Regions from separate parts of the Canis lupus genome. Here region 1 is linked to region 2. Evidence: chromatin contacts called from public Hi-C data. All regions are on one chromosome and are shown on one strand. Each heading gives the region's core, a stretch centred on a gene start, on an enhancer-like site or on the middle of the called end of the contact. The rest is flanking DNA. Distances are from core to core; before and after follow the strand shown. Region 1 has its middle 11 kb from the start of LIFR. Region 2 overlaps LOC106558692 (a long non-coding RNA gene).

The links. Hi-C and Micro-C count contacts between places; a contact is called where the count stands out from the background.
Region 1: a Hi-C map of skin fibroblasts shows a contact between it and region 2, with 2.6 times the contacts expected there. The contact joins two enhancer-like sites. A contact is called at or near these places in 3 of 9 Hi-C or Micro-C datasets (amygdala, liver and skin fibroblasts).

What each region holds. Positions count from the first base shown.
Region 1 is chr4:71,230,663-71,238,123 of UU_Cfam_GSD_1.0, reverse strand. No RefSeq gene overlaps it. Among named protein-coding and RNA genes, the nearest start is that of LIFR, 11 kb to the left of the region's middle. Within about 2 kb of position 2,228, at least 5 of the 20 cell types and tissues checked have an H3K27ac peak or open chromatin away from gene starts, as enhancers often do.
Region 2 is chr4:71,004,851-71,011,907 of UU_Cfam_GSD_1.0, reverse strand. The region is part of intron 3 of LOC106558692 (a long non-coding RNA gene); the gene reads right to left. Among named protein-coding and RNA genes, the nearest start is that of OSMR, 25 kb to the right of the region's middle. Within about 2 kb of position 1,552, at least 5 of the 20 cell types and tissues checked have an H3K27ac peak or open chromatin away from gene starts, as enhancers often do.

The DNA.
Region 1 (7,461 bases), core at 979-3,478, 230 kb before region 2:
TAAAAATAGGATTTTTCTTCTAACTTGTTATGCATTATTTTTCCAAACTACTACTAAAGTGTCAGCTCAGAAATACTTATTAAGTTGTTTGGAAGTAAATATTTCATGAGAAGAACTGTTAGGCATTTCTTTTGACCTGGGGGCACCATAAAAACAACGAAACTCCAAGAGCACCGTGAACCAAAACTGTGGGAATCTAGGTTAGAGGCCAGCTCAACTGCCCAGGGATTCCATTATCGCATCTAAATCTGCACGCAGGAGAACACGACTGAAAGGTAACTTTCCCTATGTTAGAAGAACAGATCTTTGTGGATTCTTCAGAATAGTGTTTCCCCAAAAGAACTGCAGTTATTTCTTGGTCTGTGACTTTTTATCTCTCAGGATTCTTACATTCCTCTTCTTTGGCTTTGGTAATCCTCACTCCGGTGAGGACTCCCCTGTCAACTGAAGAGCCTGTTCACTATCAACTGCAGCATGTCAAAACGGATTTGAGGACATTGCTCTGGTGCCTGAAATCCTTTGAAGACTCCCCAGTGCTCCAACCTCAGGTTCCTGGCCAGCCTGGTAGACAAAACCCTTCAGTCCTCTCTACTCCCCACTGCAGCAGGCTGCCTGCCTCTAGCTCCCCACATTCCCACAGGGACTCCCCTCAAACCACTGCCTCTGTGGAATGTGCCTCGTGATGTTCTCCACACCTCCGTTCCGCCTACGCTGCAGGATCCACCGGAACCCCCCGCCCACACCCCTGACAACTGATGTCTGTACACTCGCCTCTCGTCTCAGCTGGGCTGTCGGGGTGCCTGGCATGCAACAGCCTTCAATAAATGCCTATGTCTATCACACAAGTGAATTTGTTTTTGCCTTCTCTCACAAGGGTGAAACACTCTATTATTATAATAAAGAAACAACCTGAAGAATACTCCTTCTTGTTCCCAAAATACGCCATGGGATCTTTAACACGCTGGGGAAACACACAATAGAAGCTCACTTTCAAAAACAACCAGGGACGGCTCTGTTCCCCAGTACATGCTTCCCCATGCTCTCATCAAGATCAAGATTTTCTTTTTAGATTTTAATCTCTTCCACTTGTTAGGCCATAAATGGCATTTCCTTGATTATGTGGTCAAAAATACCTTTCATATGTCTCCTCGTAATCTGCAATGTTTTATATACAAGATGCTTATTCTTTCTTTTGCTCATTTTTCTAATTAGACATTAATCTTTTCTTCACTGCTTGATAAGAAACAAATCCTAACATCATTCCATAATATGCATATGACCTGTTATCTACATCGCAAATATTTCCAGTTTGTTTCCTTACTTTTCAATGTGGTTTCTGTTTGACTTTCATGAAGTTAGCTTTCCCAATTTTGTCCTTTATGGTTTCTGACCATAAACTCTTTCTCATGCCAAAGCTGTATCAATTATCACCTATACAGTCTTCCAGTATAGTCAAGGCTTTTAACATCTGAAACTTTAATCCAAATGAAATTAATTTTGGTGTGTAACAAGAGTCGGGAAGCCAGGTTCCCCCCAGTCCCCAAAGGCTACATATATCCTAACACCACGAATTAAATAATCCATTCCTTCCCCCGTTGACTAGAGATGCCCTTAAGAGAGCATTCCTTTTCAGCTTCCTTGTGGGCTCCTTTAGCCTACTGCTTTTCCATCTTTATTTCTTCACTGAACAGCATTATCTATTCTGCAGCTCTCATCAGGCACAACTCGAAACTTCCAAATCTGTTTCCAGGACCAGCCTCTTCCCATTTACAGATTAACCATCTGCTTACTAGGCAACTGCTTATCTACATACATCCATGAGGACCAATGGGGTCCTTCAGGGACGACAAAACATTTTGACACCACATACCACTTAGGTATTTCATAGATCCTTCAACATCTCCACAGGGATAAAAATTAAACTCACTTTCCCCTCTCAATCTGCTCTCTTCTGCCCCAGTCCTTGTTCATGGCACCAGTGTCTCCTGGGTCACCCAAACGCAAGTAACCCTTAACTCCTTCTTCCCCAACCCTTCCACCTACTCGTCAGTTTTATCTCTTAAGCAGGACCTGTCTCTCTCCCTATCCCTTACCCCTCTCTGCGCATCCACTGCCCTGGCCAACCCTCAGCAGCACTGCGGCACAAGTACTTTAATCACAGCTTAATCCAACCCGTGGCCTCTGGCTTCCACGGTGACTCCTCTGGCTTTAATTAGCTTCTCCATTTCTAACCCTCACTGTCCCTTCAAGCTTCAGGCCAAGGGCCAGGAGCTGCCTGACCAACTGTTCAGACTGTAGATCCAAACTCAAATTCAAACTTCAGCCCCACAATCCCTTCCCCCTCCTCAACTCCCTGTCCCTTGGACATCTTTGTCTCCTGGCTCCCTCACAGGTCATCACGCCCAGATACTGGCATTCTCTTCATGCTCCCACTGCACTCTGTTCAATTTCCACTCTGGGCATTTATTATATCATACCAGGTATTATGGAGATTATTCTTCCCTTTCCTCCCACCCTCTCTTTACAAAAAATTATGAGCTCCTCAAGAGCAGGGATTTGTTTTTGTAACTCTCTTGCTTCTAAAAGGGCTTTACACACACTATATATTCAAGATCTATTTAATAAATTGAACAAATCCACACAAACGGCATCCTGGGTGAGGAGTGAAAAATACTTTGATGACACCTGTTTCTTTACATTCCGAAGAGAAAGCTGAATGGTATGCTTTTGAACACATCTCTGTGCTACAGAAAAAATTATGAATAAAAAGATAAAATTGGGTCAAATTTTTGGAGGCTTTTTTTTTTTTTTGGAGGCTTTTCAAAAGAATACATGGAGCAAAATTATCCTATAAATCCTTCCTAAATTCTAAGAGGAAGAAAATATTATGCATTAGTATTGTGTGGTTGAAATGCTACTTTTAGCTAAGTCTGCTGTGATAATACACAATTTATAAATGTTATTTTTCAGGTATCACGCAGTGTTAATGCACTATTTATTATCGGCAGGCACCATTTTAAGTTCCTCAAATGCAGTATCAGATTAAATCCCTATACCCACCTGATGAGGCCAGTATCATCATTCTCCCCTTCTTTATAACAAGGAAAATGAGGCACAGACAGGTTTTTGACACTTGCCTGAGGTCACACAGCTAGTCAGGGGCAGAACTTGGATTTGAGTCCAAGCCTGGTTACCAACCTCATCTCTAGCCCATTACACATAAGTGAAAAACATGGAGTGGAAAAAGAAAATATCACTGAACCAGAGTCACGTGTCCTGGGCTCCGGTCCGTACCCCACCACTGATCAGGTGGCAGGTATGTGACCTCCTCGGACAAATCTCCTAACATCACTAAAATCCCATGACAGCGCCCTAGGGCCTACCTCCCCTACTTTCCACCTCCCCTAAGAAATGCACAGCAACTCGATTCCTAGGACAGCCTGCCTGTCGCCTTGAACTAGCAGATCTAGAATGCCACGAGGGAGGCTGCTCTCCACACTGCCCAGCCGAACACCGCTCCTGGGAGAATTACCCCACTTACTTTCCCAAGCACTGCCAGTCCTCACATCATGACCGAGCTCAAACAACCTACGTTCAGGGAACAAAATCTCAAATTGCTTCCACCTTACTATTCTCCTCCCAACCTTGAGGTATACTTTTAGTTAGCTAGCTCTCTGACTCGGCAGGTACGAGCTCAAACCCACCCTGAGGACCAGCCCGATGAAGTGAGTGAGGCTGGCCACAGGGACGGAGTAAGGAGTGCACAGCGGCGGTGGGTAGCCTCCTGCTGGTGCTTTACTTCTATACAACCACCATGTAGAACGTGGTCCAGTGTAGTCATAGACCATCAAGATTTTCAAAAAGGAACAGGAATGCAGGTTTGGTTTTATAACGTGAAATCTCCTTATTTTTAAATGTTGGCAACTAACTCTTTATGAAACACTATGTGAGCCAAAGAAAACATATTTGTAGGCCAAGTACAGTTCTTAGGGCACCAGTTAACAACCTGTTTTCAAAATGTATTGGCATTAAAAAATTCTGGACTTGCTGTTGAAATAATCTTAAAATATAAACTGTTTGAAGATTTATATTTCAGTGCACAGATATTGACCAAAATGTGCCTGAATGTTTTCTTAACACTCTTTGGGGTCAGAATCTCAAAGCTCTCTCCTCTCCAAAAGAATTCAAATGGTCCTTTTCTTTTCTTTATAGCATTATTTAAATCCAGATGTCCAAGTCCTAAGCATTATTTTAGAATGTAAATGCTTCTCAAAAGGAAAACAGGGAAAAAAGAATTAAAACAAAATCTTTAGCTTCTGACCATAATCTATGACATCTTTTAAGCATGTGGAAGCGCAATACTTCACCTTACATTCACTCGAAACTTCTAAATAGAGCGAAATAGAGAATGAAAAATACAACAGAAATAACTGGTTTCTGGCCAAACTGTTTTTGGAAAAGGATGTTCTGTGGGATATCCTGTCAAGAAAGCACATTCTACAGATGAGAGAAGAGACGTGAGCTTGACATTGATGCTGGGTAAGATTACAGAACATATCAGGAAAGGGACCCTGGGCCAATGAACCTCAGCCCACCCATACCCCCTTACTCACCTTACCTTCTTACTTGATAAGGCAACTGAACTGAGAAAACCAAGTGTCAGCAAGAGCTTTTCTAAATGCTTTAAAGATATTTATGAGCAAGATGAAGAGACACATACTGTATACAAAAGACTATAGAGGGTTGTTTTGTATGCTTGAAAATTGCTATGAGACTAGATCTTAAGCATGCTGACCCCCTCCACACACAAAAAGGTAACTGTGAGGCGATCGACATGTAGATTAATTTGATGGTGCTCAACCTTTCTCAAAGGGCACTAATTATAGGATGATGTCAATTTGGCCTGTTTTTCTTGTGCTTTTCATTAATGAACTCGATGATGACCCAGGAAACCCATTTCTCAATCTGTAGATGAAAAGAATGGGCAAAATACCAAATATATTACAGTGTAGTAATAAGGATTCTAATAAGTTAATCCAATAAACTAGTATGAAAGATAAATCTAGCATCAATAATTTCAGGGTCCAAAATAAAATGATGCTGATGCTGACAATGGCAACATGTGCAAAATGAACAAATACAGGTCAGAAGAGATGTGATCTAGCTGTAACATGTGGGAAAAACGCAAAGGGCTGATCAGTGAAATGGGCCCACAATGTAACATAACTGCCAACAATTAGTAACAACAAGGACAACTCTTGTGTCTCCTCATTTTATCACAATGCCTAAAATCCTATCCTGGTCCAGCAGCATTAAAATCAGAGGATTCACTTTTAGCCTGAAAACTTCACAGGTAGGTAATCCAATAGTAAGGTATTCTTAATATTACAAATAAGCTATTATTGACTTTACTAATGCCCAAATTATTTTAAGTTCTTGCTTTGGTGTAAATCTCACCCCATTTATTCTTATCCCATCTCTCCCTTAGTGTACCTACTCCCTATTTTTTTCTCAGCTTTCCTGAGGTGTAACTGACAAAACTGGATACATCTCCAGGGGACAACTTAAGGATCTGATATACACTGTGAAATGACTGCCACCATCAAGTTAATCTACATGTCGATCACCTCACAGTTACCTTTTTGTGTGTGGAGGGGGTCAACATGCTTAAGATCTAGTCTCATAGCAATTTTCAAGCATACAATACAAAATTAACTGCAGCCACAATGCTGTCCATCAGATCCCCAGAATGTACTCATCTTAGAGCTGAAAGTTCGTAACCTGTGACCAACATCTTTAACTCAAGCAGCTACTCTGTCACTACAGACTTCACCTACTCCCTATTTTACAATGCCACCCACACTTAGGGACCCCTCATTTAGCAATGTAAGGGTAAGGCGTCCACTAATCTGTGTTTGGAAGCTCTAAACACACTGAATGTTTCTGCACTGAGTTTAATCAGAAGCTTTAAAAAAAGGCACGGCAGACTGAGCAGGAGAGGAGCTTGCAGTCTCCGCTACTCCATTTCACTACCTTGACATTGGAAAATACTGACCAGCTTCCGGGGCTGGGCATGGTGGGGGCCCTTCCCCTCAGCCTACACGACCACAGCGCTCCTCACTGGTCTCTGGATTCACAAGCCCTTCACGGCACAACCAAGGGTCATCTTTCTGAAATGTTGGTCTCACGTGCCCCAAGTTTTCCACCGCTCTCCCTGGCCTACTGGAAAAGGTGCCGACATTAGCATGACATGGGGCTCTCCACTGTTTCAGGCCTCCTAACTTCCCACTCCCACCTCTGCCTGTAGCATCGCCTCTGCACTCAAGTCCCACCAAACGTGCCAGACTCTGCTGTCCTCTGTGTCCCTGCACACACTGCAACCTCTGCCCAGAATGTCTGTCCCTCTCTCTCTTCCTTGTCCAATAACAAACACCAACCCATCCTTCCAAAGTAAGCTCACACTGTCCCACATCCAACCTTCCCCAGTGTCTTTCCTTGCAGGCCCCCCCTGAATGAGACAAATTTCAGTTACCATTTTCCATCTAGATTATCACTGCTGTCTATGTTGTAGTAAAAAAAGATGTTTCTTATTGTTTCTATCAGAAGCATAAAGAGAGCAGGCCGATCAGACCCACTCAGCAAGGTACATGACCTCCATTGCACCTGCAAGCATCTGAGGTTTTGATCCCAGCAATACATCCCATGGTAGGTGTGAGTACAGCAATCACAGCTTTGACTATTCGTAAGTGAGCTGAACAGTTCCAAAACAGAGACATCTGAAATTTTATTGAAGCTGGCATTTGAGAAGGGGCAAGCAAGCTAAGTTCAATGTCTAGCCAACAGCCTAATGTCTGTATGTCAACACAGCTTGCTTGCTCTCTACTTGCCAATGCGTACTCAGTACATCTCACTGAGAGACATAAAGAGGGTATTTCTTTCTGAAAAGTGATCTCCCTTCAACAAAAAAAGCAAGCAAGCAAGCTGACTGCTGGTTCCAGTGGGAGCAGGATGGAGGGGGTAAAGTGGACCATGGAAAGCAAGAGAATATACAGAAAAAAACCTGAGATAAATGAGGAATAAAATGCTGGCTCTGCTGGTGCCTCTGACCTGTGACATGCATTTTACACAGGCACAAGAAAAAAGGATTTGTGGAACCATCTTCTTTTATTAGGCTGTATGAGGGAAATGAAATGCAAGGTCACTGCTTGTCATCATGAAAGTTCTGAGGCTTCCTTTGTGACTGCTGCATCTACTTTATATTAGAATTTTTCAACTGTTACCAACTTAAAAATTGCCCTTACACTAGGAAATTACAAAATTAATGTTATTTTATATATTTTAGGCTGCATGCTTTATTGTTCTCATCCTCTGTAAGATTATGTGTTAGAATTTCTCAAATGGGAGATCTATGAATTCCATTCCTCCTAAATTTATTAGTAGGAGCCCGTCTCAATAATTTTA
Region 2 (7,057 bases), core at 303-2,802:
GGGTTTTCATGGTTCCCCTTACCATCTTGTGACTATGTATATACTTCTTACAAACTTTATTTTTGTTCCTGTTGTTACTTTGCATATTACTACTTGTACAAACTAATTTTTTTTTTACATTTTTTTTTATTGGAGTTCAATTTGCCAACATATAGCATGTCACCCAGTGCTCATCCTGTCAAGTGCCCCCCTCAGTGCCCCTCACCCAGTCACCCCAATCCCCCACCCACCTCCCTTTCCACTACCCCTCATTCATTTCTCAGACTTCTATTTTCTGAAATAGGCTCACTGCTAGCAGGGCCCCTGCTGTGTCCCAGGAGTTTCTGCAAATCTGTTTGTTAGGCTTCCTTCCTGGGATATATGCATATCATCTTTCACCTGGCTGAGGCCCCTCTTAGCCTTGTGTCCCCAACAGGGACCTGTGACCCCTGTTGGGTGACCCTGGGCATGCAGCAGATTTCAGGTCACAGCATGTGAGGCAGGGATGCCTGAACCAAAACCAGGACACAGGAGCCGACTAGCATCTGTTAAAGATATGGGGATGGTACTAGGTTTTCCTGGAAACCTTGGGGGACCCAGTCTGGGAATCATAGATCTGCATCTGACTCCCATGTTACAGGCAGTACAGGTGGAGAGGAAGCAGGGGCCCCAGCAAGACACCAAGTAGATTAGGTTTGTCTCCATTCCAGCTCTGTCCTCTGGTCTATGTGCAGCCCACCCACCCCATCCCGCTCATGACTGGCTCCTTCCCGAGTGCTCTGTGAGCAGTGCCATTTTGTAATAGATTCTTTCTCCAATTTTTCCAATTAAAGCCTTTCCATCACATTGGTGTTTTGAGAAGAGTCTTTCATGCCTTCAGGCAAATGAGTCAGCAATTTGGGAGTTTGGGGTCTCTGATAGGGTGACAAAGGGGATTCTCTTTGAAGCCAAAAGGTACTTGGATGTTCTCCAGACCATCCGGGGCTTCTGGAACCTGTGCTCTATCTCACCCCTTTCCTCCTCCTCCTCCTCCACCTCCACCACCACCACCACCACCGTGGGGCCTTCCATTCCTCCACAACAGGCTGGCCCGGAGAGCTGCATGAATTGGGAAAGGTCATCCTGTGGAGGCTGGGAAATACTGCGGCTCTTGGAAGATTGGGATTTCCCCACATGCTGACCTTGCTCAGGAGACTAGGAGGGAGCTGATGCAAATCTCTGAATTATCAACCCTTCCTTGGGTCCTTCTTCCCCAAGCTCTTACACAAATTTTGAGAGACTCAGAGAGAAACATATTTAGGATCAAGTCTAAGTAAGATGCCCCAGAATGTTCCTCAAGAATAGCCAAAATCTAGGGCCTACACACCCCCTCACCGCCAGCTGTGACCAACCAGGAAGGGGAAGGGGGAAAATAAACACTTCCTAAAATGACAGAGGCCAGAGGCAAATGGACCTCACCTCCTGTCAGTCGAGCTGATGGTCTTCTCCAGGATAGAAGCAGAGAAGCTGAAGCTGGTTTCTTCTCTTCATTCCTACTATCCCACAGGTGGCCACTCCGCAAGCTAAGAAAGGCCCATCTGTGAGCCTATGGCGCCACCTAGCAAAAACCAGAGGGTCCTCGGAGAAACACTGAGCAGGGAGGCTCTTGGGTTTTGTCTTGGTTTGGTTTTTTTCCACAACCAGAAACAGGGGGTTTCCATTTCATTCACGGAGTTCTGGGAAATGGAATTTGTATAAAACCTTTCTTGCACATGATGGAAAACATGTATTAGCATCTAATGAGCGAACTTGGCCCAAAGGCAATTGTAATCAAAACATGAGGATAAGAGTTTAGCTCTCTAAACTTGCATTTTTTCCCCCAGCGACAGCTGTGACTCTGCAGTTTTAGCTTCAAGAAGAATTTGGTTCTGCGTTAAGTTATACATTTTGAAAACTGACAGAGCTACCATTTCTCCTGTTTGCTTTTCCTCCCCCCCCACCCCTTTTCTCTCCCAGGTCAGATTTACCTGTGAATGATGCCCAGAAGTCCTGAAGGGAATCACCACCAAGGACAGATTCTATAGGCGAGTGTAGGTACAGTTCAGTCAAGGGGACAGTCTGACAATTTTACAATGTCACTGTGCCCCTCCGGGCTCAGGGGACAGAGATGAGGTTTCCCCTGTTCCCACAAACCCAGCCCCATAAGGAAACACTTGCCATGCACAGTTGAAACCACAGATTGCCAAGGAGTCCAGGTATACCCTAACCATAAATGGCCATGGCCCTGCCCAGAAAGCTGGAGCAGCCCTCCCATCAGAGATGCGCGCAGCTCCGAAGGAAAACAGAGATTCAAGGTCGCATCTCAGCTTCTGCCCAAATCTCTTTTGAGACCACATTGGGAAGAGGCAAGTCTTTGCCTCTGAAAGGGTCAGGAGACCATAGAGGGTCTGAACATGGTCTTCTGGAGCCAAATGCCTAGGTTCCATGTTTGCTTCTTTCAATTTAAGCCTCTCCTCAGTTCTCTGGACAGGAAGAGAGAATTCTAGTACCTGATGTTTCCATAAGGTGAAGATTACATGAGATAAACCATACCAAATGCTTAGGATAAGGCCTGGCACATGGCAGGTGCTTCATAAATATTAACTAGTGTTTCATTATCCCAGAGTGTAAAGAAACACACCCGAGTTTCCTTGCACTGTAATAAATCGACTATGGTTTTCTTTCACATCCGAAGATTCTCATGAATCAGCGTTGCAAACTGCTTGTGTAGCCACCCCTCAGTGGCAAATTCTCTGGACTGTTCCACACTGGCAGCAGAAACAAGAGGAAATATACCACCTTAAAAAATTCTCTTAAGGAGGAAGCATGCAAAAAAGTTGGAAGACCACCGATCTACCTCAAATGGTCCGACGGATGCTCCATTAATGCTGTTAGCGCGGTTTCTTTTCACTTGCCTTTATGATCATTCTGCAAACCCCAGCACCATCTCTGGTTGATTCAGTGAACATTCCTGAACGGTTTAATCACGACAAGGCTCTCCTTCATGTTTTACCTATTAGACAAGAAGTTTCTTAGGTGCAAGAATCCTGCCTAACCACTCCGTACCTTCAGGCGACTAGAAACTGTTTTGCACTTTTGGATTAAACACCTAGACAATTTGAAAAATGGTGATTTGGAGTCAGATACTACTTGTCTACTGAACTGACATTACAGCCAAATGAAAGCAAGGCTTAACTTTTGGAGCATCTCTTCAGGGTCCGCCTCTGGGCACTGTCATCGAACCTGGTCCACGACTGTCATCCATCAGGGCCTCCCGAGAATCAGATTACAACACAGCATTACGGACAGCCCATTTCATAGGAAGTGGCAAACTGATGTCTTTTCCCGCAAGGTGAGGGCCTGAAGAATTTACCAGAAAGCCTCTGACACAAGTGAGTAATGCCAGTGAAAAAGCACTTTATCTTTAGAAGTCATGGGATACACATCAACATATAAGACTTTTAAAGCTGAAGCCAGAGTGCCTTGCCTCCTTGAGCTTCACAGACCAAGACAAATGAGGCTGTGCCCGGGCGTTGGTGGTGGGGAAAATGACGTGACAAATTTCAGATGTCCCATATCTTGGGCTTCATGTGGCTTTTTAATGTAGCTCTAATTGAACTGCAAAGCAAAGATTATGAATATTAATTTGATCTATCAACAGAGTGGTCTACTCTTGTCCTAATTTTTTAATGCTCATCCTGGGGCTGCGTTGCATGATCACACACTCTCATCTGAACGGGGTCAGCAAGTCCTTGCTGAAAAATTCTTACAAACTTTTTATGGATGGGAAGACACGGACGGATATAAAAAGCTTTATTTGATTGCTGTATTATTTAGCATTTGATTCCGAGTCTAGCTGCAGTGTTCATGGGAGGCATCCCCAGAAATACAGTCTTTACCTGTTTATATTGACATACTTAAGTAATAGCAATTGCAAACCCTGACATCTTCTGACTTAGGGAACAGCTCTTTATAAGTGAAAACTCTGGGGCAGCCCCAGTGGCCCAGCAGTTTAGCGCTGCCTTCAGCCCAGGCTGTGATCCTGAAGACCTGAGATTGAGTCCCACGTCGGGCTCCCTGCATGGAGCCTGCTTCTCCCTCTGCCTGTGTCCCTCATGAATAAATAAATAAAATCTTAAAAATAAAAAACAAAAAAAACCTCTGTTCACTGCAATTTGAGCACAGGATCTTTATCCTTCCTTATCATTACTTTACAGTGATGTAAAGAATCAGAGAAGAATCACTGGCTTCATGTACCTTCATACCAAACCAACTTCCTGCCTGTGATATGCCCCTAATGAAGTATCAGGCTGTACAAATGATCTGTTTGGCTGCAAAATGTGGTCAAGTATATATACACATACACTTAAAGATACATGACTTTCTGAATTCAATATAATTCCCATCAAAATTCCCCTGGGCTTTTGAGGAAACTTGGCAAGCTGATTCCAAAATATGTATGAAAGAGCAAAAGACCAAGTATAGACAAGACACTCAAAAAAAAGAACCACATGGGAGAACTTGACTTCCAGATATTAAAATTATTCTAGGGCTAAAGCATTTAAGATAGCATGGTATCGGTGGGAAAAAGTATAGTCGGACCAGTACAGTGGAATACAGAGCCCAGAAATAGGTCTACTTTGCATTGAAATGTGACCAGTCTTTTTTTTTTTTTAAGATTTTATTTATTTATTCATGAGAGACACAGAAAGAGAGCCAGAGACACAGGCAGAGGGAGAAGTAGGGCCCCTACTGGGAGCCTGATATGGGACTAGATCACAGGATCCCAGAATCATGACCTAACCCCAAAGCAGATGCTCAACTACTGAGCCATCCAGGTCCGGTCTTTTCTAGCGCTGACATTAGAGATCCCTGGGAGAAATATTTTTTCAATATATGGGTGTGGGAAAAACAAATTATCCATATGTTTAAAAAATAATATTGAAGCCCTTACACTACAATTTCTGGTATATTAAAAACTCAGAAGTAAAAGTCGAACTATAAAATTTATCAAAGATTAATATAGAGGTATAATTTTATGATTTATAAATATTTCTTTGAAAAAAATATATACTATAAATTATTCTTAAAATGAAATCAACTGTTTTAAAATTAAGAGTTTATATTCCTTAAAAGACACAATAATGAAAGTAAAAAAGTTAAGGCAGAAACTGGAAGAAGGTATTTGCAACACAAAGGATTAATCTCCAGCATATATAAAGAATCCCCATAAATCAATAAGAAAAAGACAACTGATAAGTGAGCAAAAGTGTTAAGTGTGTATTTCTCAGAAGAACAAGAAATAGACAATAATGTATTATTCTGAGTGATTTCATTAGAAATTAGAAAAAAAGATACAAATTAAAACCACAATGGTCAGATACCCTTTACACAAACAGTGAGAATCCTGATAATAACCAACGTTAACTGAGAATGCACAGCAATCGTTATGCTCTGAAGATAATTTGACGCCATCCAGTAAGTTAGAAAAGTAGATAAATTCTCTGACTCAGTAATTCCACCCCAAGGTATAGTCCCTTGAGAAATTCGTGCACTGTGTACTAAGAGACATGTGGAAGAATGTTTCATAGCAGGACTGTTTGTTTGTAATTGGGGAAAGAACCCTGAAAACAGGCCAAATGTTAATAAACAAAAGAATGGATAAATAAATTGTGGCATATTCACAATGAATACATCAATGGACAAGTCAAAAAGCTACACTCATTACAGATGGAATTCAGAAAGAAAACTCGCTGAGTGTAAAAGCAAGTGATAGAATATATCCAGAATGACTCCATTTAGCTGACATTCCAGAACATGCAAAACCAAACAATATGTTCTGTGGGGGTGTAAATACATGAGAGGTGACTATAAAGAAAAGCGAAGGGATGATGAATACAAACATCCAGGTAGGAGTTCTCTCTGATAGGGAGTCAGGAAGGATCACACTGAAGGCCTTCCAGATAATGGTAATGGTCTTTCTTAAGCTGGGTGGTTGGTAATGGATTTCTGTTGTGCTATTATTATTCAAACTTCCCAGTTTTAAAATATTTTTATCTTGAAATAGTTATGTATTCACATAGAAATTTAATTTATTTTTAAGATTTATTTATTTATTCATGAGAGACACACAGAGAGAGGCAGAGACATAGGCAGGGGGGAAGCAAGCTCCTTGCAGGGAGCCCGATGTGGGACTCGATCCCGGGACTCTGGGATCATGCCCTGAGCCAAAGGAAGACGCGCAACCGCTGAGCCAACCAGGCATCCCTCACATAGAAATTTTTAAAAGGGCAAAGTGAGTTCCCCTGTACCCTCCATCTAGCTTCCCTGAGTAGTTCCTATAGTTCAGTGATCAAAACCAGAAAGTCTAGACGCCTGAGTGGCTGAGAGGTTGAGTGTCTGCCTTTGGCTCAGGGCCTGACCCAGGGGATCTGGGGATTGAGTCCCACATTGGGCTCCCTGCATGGAGCCTGCTTCTCCCTCCGCCTCTGTCTCTGCCTCTCTCTGTGTCTCTCATGAATAAATACATAAAATCTGAAAAAAACAAAAACAAAAACAAAACCCCAAACCAGAAAGTTGACCTCGGTGCCACACTATGAATAACCTGCAGCCCTTATTCAGATGTCACTGTTTTTTTTGACAGGGGCTACCTGGGAGTGAGCGTGCACGTGCGTATACGTCTATGAAGTTTTATTGAGGCGTAGATTCCTGTAACCACCACCACAGTCAAGATACAGACCTTCTAGGTTACCACAAATACACTGAACCATCACACCCTCCCCTGAGCTCTAACCCCTCAGCAACAGTCTGTCTGTTCTTATTACCAAAATGTTGCTACCCTGTTTTTCTATCTATCTATCTATCTATCTATCTATCTATCTATCTATCTATCTATCTATCATCTATCTATCATCTATCTATTTATTTATTTATCTTTGTTTCTTTCTTTTTTAAAAAATATTTTATTTATTTATTCATGACACACACACACACACACACACACACACACACACACACACAGGGAGGCAGAGACACAGGCAGAGGGAGAAGCAGGCTCCAC